Regions from separate parts of the Arabidopsis thaliana genome. Here region 1 is linked to region 2. The links are chromatin contacts, called in public capture Hi-C maps. All regions are on one chromosome and are shown on one strand. Each heading gives the region's core, a stretch centred on a gene start, on an enhancer-like site or on the middle of the called end of the contact. The rest is flanking DNA. Distances are from core to core; before and after follow the strand shown.

The links. Capture Hi-C pulls out chosen DNA fragments and counts their contacts.
Region 1: a contact with region 2 is called in a capture Hi-C map of root, with 2.5 times the contacts expected there. The contact joins the promoter of MFP1 here to the promoter of AT3G03195 in region 2. A contact is called at or near these places in 3 of 26 Hi-C or Micro-C datasets (callus, root and rosette leaf), 1 of 2 datasets of contacts at active chromatin or transcription factors (shoot) and 1 of 3 other capture datasets (root).

What each region holds. Positions count from the first base shown.
Region 1 is chr3:5,432,160-5,436,453 of TAIR10.1, reverse strand. MFP1 (MAR binding filament-like protein 1) reads left to right here and starts at 2,603. Exons shown (of 4, transcript NM_112470.3): 1 at 2,603-3,132; 2 at 3,228-3,271; 3 at 3,383-3,526; 4 at 3,713-4,294. The coding sequence starts at 2,841. AT3G16010 (Pentatricopeptide repeat (PPR-like) superfamily protein) reads right to left here and starts at 2,928. Exons shown (of 2, transcript NM_112471.3): 1 at 2,228-2,928; 2 at 1-2,053. The coding sequence starts at 2,312. The coding sequence ends at 210.
Region 2 is chr3:5,394,112-5,398,539 of TAIR10.1, reverse strand. AT3G03195 (a long non-coding RNA gene) reads right to left here and starts at 1,721. Exons shown (of 1, transcript NR_140979.1): 1 at 1,500-1,721. AT3G15940 (UDP-Glycosyltransferase superfamily protein) reads left to right here and starts at 1,546. Exons shown (of 6, transcript NM_001202977.2): 1 at 1,546-1,743; 2 at 1,931-2,030; 3 at 2,251-3,310; 4 at 3,575-4,410. The coding sequence starts at 2,353. It overlaps NAI2 (DNA topoisomerase-like protein), which reads left to right. Exons shown (of 26, transcript NM_001035631.2): 26 at 50-999. The coding sequence ends at 757.

The DNA.
Region 1 (4,294 bases), core at 1,354-3,853, 37 kb before region 2:
TCTAAGTCTTTTTCTGCTAGATTTGTTGTGTCTTCTAAAGTTTTCAAACTTAATTATAGTTGAGCTTCTTTCTTGTACTCAATTTTAGATTCAAGTGTTTATACATTTCAACTAGCACTATACTATGTGTGTAAGAAATGGAACAGTGTAGTAATTTTTCAGCTTCTACTTTTTTTTCTTTTTGTTATTCATATTAGATAAATCAAATCTTAGAAAGATGAAACATCATCTTTTTCATGATCCACATTGCCAACAGCGTCAAGTATAGATGAGTAAGTGATGGCATCATACTCAAAGCCTTTATCTTTCATCTCTCTCATCATTCTTGCAGCCTCCTCAAACATTCCAGCATGTGCAAAGCATCCAAGAAGAGTATTATAAGTGACACCATCAGGCTTAATACCAGAATGCTTTATAGTTTCAAACATTTCTATAGCCCGTCTCGGCACACCTGTTCTAGCAAATCCATTGAGGATGATATTATGCGAGTTTATATCGGCCCTGCAACCGTTTTCTTCCATCTTTCTAAGCAAGGAATTAGCTTCGTTGATCATACCAGCCTTTACCATTCCTGACATGAGGGCGTTGTAGGCATAAACATCGGGACCACTTCCTTGGTTCTTCATCTCATTGAAGAGATCTACAGCTTCGCTGAGCTTCCCGCATTTCCCAAAATGTTTGATCATCACAGCGTATACTCGAGAACTTACATTGCCGAAGTTTTCTTTTAGTTCCTTAAATAGCTCATTCGCTGCTTCATATCTTTTCGCCTTTCCAAGAGCGTTTATGAGGCTGCAATACGCTGCAGGACAAGGTGGAAAACCTTTCTCATCCATCTCCTCAAGCAGCAACAGAGCTTTCTCTACTCTATTCGTTTTACAATAACCATCTATAAGGATTGAGTAAGTGAATTCACTAGGGGAAACACTGTCTGCTTTCATCTTATCAAACCAAGAGCTTACTTCCGAAACATGTGCTTTTGACTCAAACAGAGCTTTAATCACGGTATTGTATGAGACAACAGTGGGTGTACATCTCCACATTCCCATCTCACTGAAGACATTTGTCAACTCCTCCACTCGACCCACTTTGCCTAAAATGTTCATCAGATTGTTTAAGAACACAACATCAGGAGTCAATCCATCTCTAAGCATGTCTTTATAGAAGCCATATGCTTCATCTACCCTCCCAGCTTTGCCAAGTCCCTTTATCAGTTCCGTGTACGTATAAACTGTTGGTGAACAACCTGCTCGTTTCATCTCCTCGAAAAGATCTAAAGCTTTCTCAACTTTACCCACCTTAAAGTAAATTCCCAACAACGTGGTGTATATTTTCTCTGTAGGCTGCATACAGTTATCCTTCATTTCATCAAACAACCTTATCGCAGAATCATTACGACCTAGTTTTTCATACGAGGATATAAGCGCAGAGTAAGTAATCGTGTCTGGAAAACAGTCACCTTCGTTACACATCTCAGTATAAACCTCATGGACTTTCTCGTGCTGTCCTTCTTGCATCAACATTAGAATCACCGAGTTGTAAGTGCTCGAAGTGGGTTTACACTTGCGTCCTTTTGCCTGATAAAAAACCGATAAAGCTTTACTAACCATCTTAGCTCGCCCCAATGCTTTCACAAGCTCAGAGAGTACTGCTGGACTAACGCTAACATATGTGTTACGGACCACTTCTTGTATCGTTCTATACATTTCACCATAAAGCCTAGCTTCTTCAAGGCAGCGTATTAAGGTCATGTAAGTGGAGCAATCATGCTGAAAGTTTCTTCTTTTACCAGCCCATTTGAAAAACTGAATCTTGACATTTATCTCAACGTCTATCTCAAGAATCGAACGAACTAATCGATGATCAACTTTCAGTTTAAGCACCTCAAGAGCTTTCTCAGCATCAGGTCCCCATTTGAAGATTTTCACTATCCTAATGAATCTCTCATCCAACATCCGCACTGACGGATCCTTTCTAGATAATTTCCACTTCTCTTGAGGCTTCTCAGATTCCTCATGATTCGGAACACTAAACATTTGAACAATCTCATTCTCTGCAAATTCATGGATAAAACAAAATGTTCAAATCAAAACCTTTTCTCGTTTTCTTACTTCAAAGGAATCGACTTTAAACCTTTTTTGCAAATCCCATTACTCCTAAAACCCTAAACAATCAAGACATTTCGCTTATCGACGAAGAGGGAGAGGAAACAAATAGTGCAGATTACCTGTTTGTTTAAATCTCTGAGAGAGATGAGGTAGACTTGAGATGCTTCGCTTCGCAGAACCGGATCGAGCAGATACATACATCATCTTTATAAAACGGGATTCACATGTAACAATTCTCCGGTGGCGACAAATTCCGACGTCTATTTGAAGTCGCCGTCGGTGGTTTTAGACAGAACGGCTGAGAAAAACAGAGAGAAATTTTAGGGTCAGACAGACGCACGTGAGGTTCACGTGTTTTCTTAAACCAGGCGAACCCAGAGATTGAGGATAACGAAGCAGGGGAAGTCTAAGCTGGCGAGTTTTGATTGGTAAGTTATGTACACAAAGCACCGAACTATTCCAAAATTGCAGATATGCCATTGCCCTCCTAAACAAAAAAAAGTTTCAGTCTTTGATACCCAATTTCGTAGGATTTGTAGATATTTTCTTCAGTAATCGAAGGATATAACTCTGAGATTTGTGTAAGCATTCTTCTTTGAGATTTTCCGAGGTCACAAGTCAGTACACAAAGGAAGTTCCTTTTTTGGGTTTTGGGGTCTGCTTTGTGTCAGTGATTTTAGGATTGCTTCATTTGCCACACATTTCCAATCTCTTAAGTAGTTGGCGGCGAAGATGGGTTTCCTGATAGGGGGCTCTTGCTTCGTCCCTTCTGTTCCTCTACACTCTCGATTCCTTTCATCTCCTTCTTCTTCTTCTTCTTCTTCTCCTTCTTCGTCTCAGTTTGGGCTTCTGTGTTCGAGTAATGTCGCCAAGTTCAAGCGCCGACGACCAACATTGGCTTCTTTAAACCAGGAAGATGGGTACGAGTATGACGTTGCTTCCGCCAAAAGGAGGGCTTTCCTTCTTGTGGGTATCTCTGTTCTTCCCTTTTTGCAGCTTCGATCACCCGCTTTGGCTGATGAAAGTGAGTTTTTTTATTGCTTAGATGAGATTTGTTCAAATGTTGCTTTTGGTTATCTTTCTTTCATTGTTGTGACCAGTTCTGCTTTTTAATTCCAGGAGGCAATGAGATAAAGACATCGAAGGTTGATCTAGAAACTGAGGTTGTAAGACTCTCTTAGACCTTCTCAATTTGATTTTTTTTTAATTGAGAATCAATGTGTTTAAAGTAGTGCTTGAGATTTTACTGAATCAGGATTGGTTTGGTGGATTAGGTTGCAGTAGTTAGTGAAGGAACATCCCCAAATCCATTTCTGGCTCTCCTGAATGGTCTTGGAATTTTTAGTGCTGGCGTTCTTGGTGCACTTTATGCACTGGCTCGGCAAGATACAAAAGCTGCTGAGGAAACCATCGAATCTGTAAGCTACTAGCACTTAAAGATTTTGCTTTACAATTTGTGGGTGAATGTTCTTGTCTTAGCAGCTTATATCATTTAGTTCGAGCTTCTCTTCTTTTGTTTCTTTAACTTTCTGAGGTTGTGAATATATTGCTAGTGCTGGATTTGATCCTTTTTGACTTAAGCTACCGATAACCGTGGCATACAGCTAAAGAACCAGTTGAAAGACAGAGAAAGAGCATTGGTTTTGAAGGAGAAAGATTTCGAGGCAAAACTGCAGCATGAGCAGGAAGAGCGGAAAAAGGAAGTAGAAAAGGCAAAAGAGGAACAGTTGTCATTGATCAACCAGTTGAATTCTGCAAAGGACTTGGTGACAGAATTAGGCCGGGAGCTAAGTAGCGAGAAGAAATTATGTGAGAAGCTTAAAGATCAAATCGAAAGTCTGGAAAATAGTCTGTCAAAGGCTGGCGAAGACAAAGAGGCACTAGAAACAAAGCTCAGAGAAAAGCTTGATTTGGTTGAAGGACTACAAGATCGGATCAACTTGCTTAGTTTGGAGCTGAAAGATAGTGAAGAAAAAGCTCAACGTTTTAATGCATCGTTGGCAAAAAAGGAAGCAGAATTGAAGGAACTCAACTCTATTTACACTCAAACTAGCCGAGATCTTGCTGAAGCGAAGTTAGAGATCAAACAGCAGAAGGAAGAACTCATAAGAACTCAGAGTGAATTGGACTCGAAGAACTCTGCGATTGAGGAGTTAAACACAAGAATAACAACTTTAGTGGCTGAG
Region 2 (4,428 bases), core at 472-2,971:
CTAAACCAATCTCATTTTTGTTTATATCTTTTGCTTTTGACTTTGGTAGGGCTCAGGGACCTCTCGGCTCACCACATCATTGAACAATCTTGTTGATACTCATAGAAAAGAAACGTCCTCAAAGGTAGGCTCAGTCCTTGGCTCATCTTCATCAGTTACTTCTACCACAAGCGAATCAGCGGCTACATCAGAGAGCATAGAGAGCTTAAAGCAAACACTAAGGAAGCTACGCGGTCTAAGCGCACGTGATCTCGTAAACCACCCGAATTTCGATGCGATTATAGCAGCCGGTACACGTTACGAGGTACTCAGCTCAGCTTCTATTGGTTACATCTCTTTGCTAGCCAAATACAAAACCGTCATTAAAGAAGGACTCGAGGCTTCTCAGAGAGTCCAGATTGCTCAAACCCGAGCCAAACTGCTAAAAGAAACCGCAATGGAGAAGCAGAGAACCGTAGACTCGGTTTTCGCAGCAGCAAAGACCACTGCTCAAAGAGGAGACGCGTTGCACATCAGAATCGTAGCGATCAAGAAACTGTTGGCAAAGCTAGAAGCAGAGAAAGTGGACGTTGATTCAAAGTTCACCTCTTTAACGACGAGTCTGTCAGAGCTTCTCAAGGAGGCGTCACAGGCTTACGAAGAGTATCACGAGGCGGTGCATAAGGCAAAGGACGAGCAAGCGGCTGAGGAATTTGCGGTGGAGACGACAAAGAGAGCAGAACATATTTGGGTTGAGTTTCTTAGTTCACTTAATTGAACTAATGAGATTCTTGATTGTGGTTAAAGCACATGTTCAATTAGTTGTGGTTCTTGTGTTTTATTTTCTTGTGTTGTTTTGTTTGAGACTTTGTTTGTTGCTTATATCAGGGGAGAGAGGTTGAAAAACCTTTGAGAGAGATAGATAAATGAGAGATTTGTGAAACACAAATAATGTTTTAGTCGTCTTATAATAAAACCTTTTTTTTTCTTATATATGCTCATTGATAATACTGCAAAAAGGTAAAATCATGTTTTTTTTTTTTTAATATGAATCATGATATTCAGGCATGTTTTTTCCAAGATTGACAATTATATAGGCCAGAACTAGCAAGAAATAAGAGTTAAAGTGCTAAAATCAGAAATCGAGTGTCTTTATTTCTTGCAATTGCAGTTTATTAGTAAATAAATCACATAAAACAGAGATTAGTTCATCTAACATTTTCCTGATAAATTGACAAAAAAAGGACGTTGTAACTACTTCAATATTTATTTTTTGTCGGCTACTAATTTTATTTTTAAAATTCAACAAATTTAAGTAATATTACATTTGACTTGAGTGAGGAAAATGTTCTATAATGTTGTCATTTTTTTATAAATCAAATTTAAATTATATCATGAGTTAATATTTTAAAGATGTCCTAGAAAAATTCACACGTAAAAATAAAGAAAAGAGATTATCCCACACGAGTCGCTAACACGTGTGACCCAAATCATACTCGGAAAAAGCAAAACGATCATTATTTGAAATTAATAATGACGTCATCAAAACAACGATAAATAAAGAAGGAATAATTGGAAGGAAAAAAAATCAACAAATAAGAATGAGCCATCTCTCACCGCTCTCTCCTCGTGCACAGCTCTCTGACTCCGTTAACTTCCGAGTCTCCGAGCATTCTCTCTCTCTTTCTCTTTCTCCATCGCCGCGACTCGGCTCAGCTCTGAGAACGGCGCAAGCTTAGATTGCCGGAGAAAACTTTATGCAATGTAATGTCTTCTTCTTCTTTTTTTTTCGTTTCTTTCTAATTCGTCTTCGTCTGCTTCTTCTGCAAGCTCGTGTTGTTACTCATCTCTCTGCATCGACGATTTTCTTCTAGTTTTGTTGACTTTAGGTTTTCTTTAGATCGTGAATTTCTCAACATTTCTCCTTAATCTGATTGCGTTGCTTTTCCAGTTTTTTTGTACTTGGGAGCAGCTTCAACATTGGAGCATCGGCGATCCAAGTCGGAAGTTCACTTACCTTCGGATAACGCGACTCTGACCTATCGGAAATAGTAAGATACTCGCTAAGATCTTGATCTTCATTGTGACATTGGTTTTTCTCTCGCGGCTTTTTATTTTCCATAACCGACCAACTTTCTTTATTTCGTCAACGCGATTTCAATTTGGAATTCGAAATCCTTGTAACTGGAGCAGTTAGGGAGTACTTGATGAACTTGGATCAATACTGTTTCTATATATAGCTGATGATTGATTTCTCTTCCTAAATTGCAGTTTCATTGACCTCATATGGAGTGTGTCTAATTGCTAGTGGTTTTGTGGCTTATTGAAGTCTTGGGAATAGTATATTGAGGATGCTATTGTAGTAAAGAAAGTATGGAAGATCTTCGGCTATCACCGCTGAAATTAGGTAGCTTTAAGTCTTCATTGTCAGGGAGGTCTACTCCAAGGGGTTCACCTACACTTCGGAAAGTGCATTCAGGCAGGACTCCACGTAGAGAGGGTAAAGGTAGTGGTGGAGCTGTTCAATGGTTCAGAAGTAACCGGCTGCTATATTGGTTACTCTTGATTACTCTTTGGACATATCTTGGATTCTATGTTCAGTCAAGATGGGCACATGATGATGATAACAAAGTTGAGTTCTTGCGGTTTGGAGGCAAACTCAGAGAAGATGTTTTGCATGTCGAGCAGAATAAACGACGGGATTTAGTTGCTGATGAGAGTTCTCATGCTGTAGTAGATCATACCAATATAGTCCATCTAGGTGTAAATAAAAGGATGCATGTAACTTTGGCCAAGAAAGAGGATAGCACATCTCGGCGAAGCGTGAGCCCCAGGAGGAGGACCAGAAAAGCTAGTCGTAGTTCACGTACTAGGATTCGTAGTACGCAGAAGGTGAGAAAAGTGATGGAGACGAAGGAATTGGATGAGCAAGACCAGGAACTTCCAAACATAAATGTTACCTACGGTAAACTTTTTGGTCCTTTTGGATCATTGGAGGATAGAATTCTTGAATGGAGTCCGCAAAAGCGATCAGGGACCTGTGACAGGAAATCAGACTTCAAACGTCTTGTTTGGTCTAGGAGATTCGTCCTACTTTTCCATGAACTATCAATGACTGGTGCTCCAATTTCAATGATGGAGTTGGCTTCCGAGCTTTTGAGCTGTGGTGCAACAGTATATGCTGTAGTTCTGAGCAGAAGGGGTGGATTATTGCAAGAGCTCACAAGGAGAAGGATCAAAGTGGTTGAAGATAAAGGAGAACTCAGCTTCAAAACTGCCATGAAAGCAGATCTTGTCATTGCAGGATCAGCCGTCTGTGCTTCATGGATAGGTAAGGAAAAGTAGATCTGCTGATTCTTTGACATCACTATTTGCTGACTATCATGTTTAGAAATGCGTACCATAGCTCATTCGTCCTTCAGCTATATTACTGGAAAATGCATTTTGTAATAGAAATTGTCATATATAGCATACTCACTTTAGATTGTTTTCTATTAGTGAAAACTTTCATCAAAACAATTGTTAAAACATGTTCAATATTCCTTTCTGCCTCAAGTTGGGATACTTATTATGGTGTTTGTTACAATCTCCGCAGATCAATACATGGATCACCATCCAGCTGGTGGAAGTCAAATCGCTTGGTGGGTGATGGAGAACCGGCGAGAGTACTTTGATCGAGCGAAACCTGTGCTTGACCGAGTGAAATTGCTGATTTTTCTATCTGAAGTACAGAGCAAACAATGGTTAACATGGTGTGAAGAGGACCATGTAAAGCTTAGGTCTCAGCCAGTTATTGTTCCGCTGTCTGTTAATGATGAGTTAGCTTTTGTTGCTGGGGTATCCTCTTCACTAAATACTCCAACACTGACCCAGGAGACTATGAAGGAGAAAAGACAAAAGCTACGTGAATCAGTCAGAACGGAGTTCGGTTTGACTGATAAGGATATGCTTGTGATGTCTCTTAGCAGCATAAACCCGGGAAAGGGACAACTTCTTCTACTTGAATCTGTCGCCTTGGCACTGGAGAGAGAACAAACACAAGAGCAAGTAGCTAAACGTAATCAGTCCAAAATAATCAAGAACCTCAATGGCATCAGGAAAGAAAAGATTAGTCTTTCTGCCAGACATCGTTTAAGAGGTTCATCACGGAAGATGAAAATTACGTCTCCTGCTGTTGACAATCATCCATCAGTTCTCTCTGCCACCGGTAGAAGAAAGCTGCTGTTGTCTGGCAACGTAACACAGAAACAAGACCTTAAACTTCTTCTTGGATCAGTTGGGTCCAAGAGCAACAAAGTAGCATACGTTAAGGAGATGTTGAGCTTCTTGTCAAACAATGGAAACTTATCGAACTCGGTTCTGTGGACTCCAGCGACCACTCGTGTTGCCTCATTATACTCCGCAGCAGATGTCTACGTAACAAACTCCCAGGTAATCTTTCTCATCTTG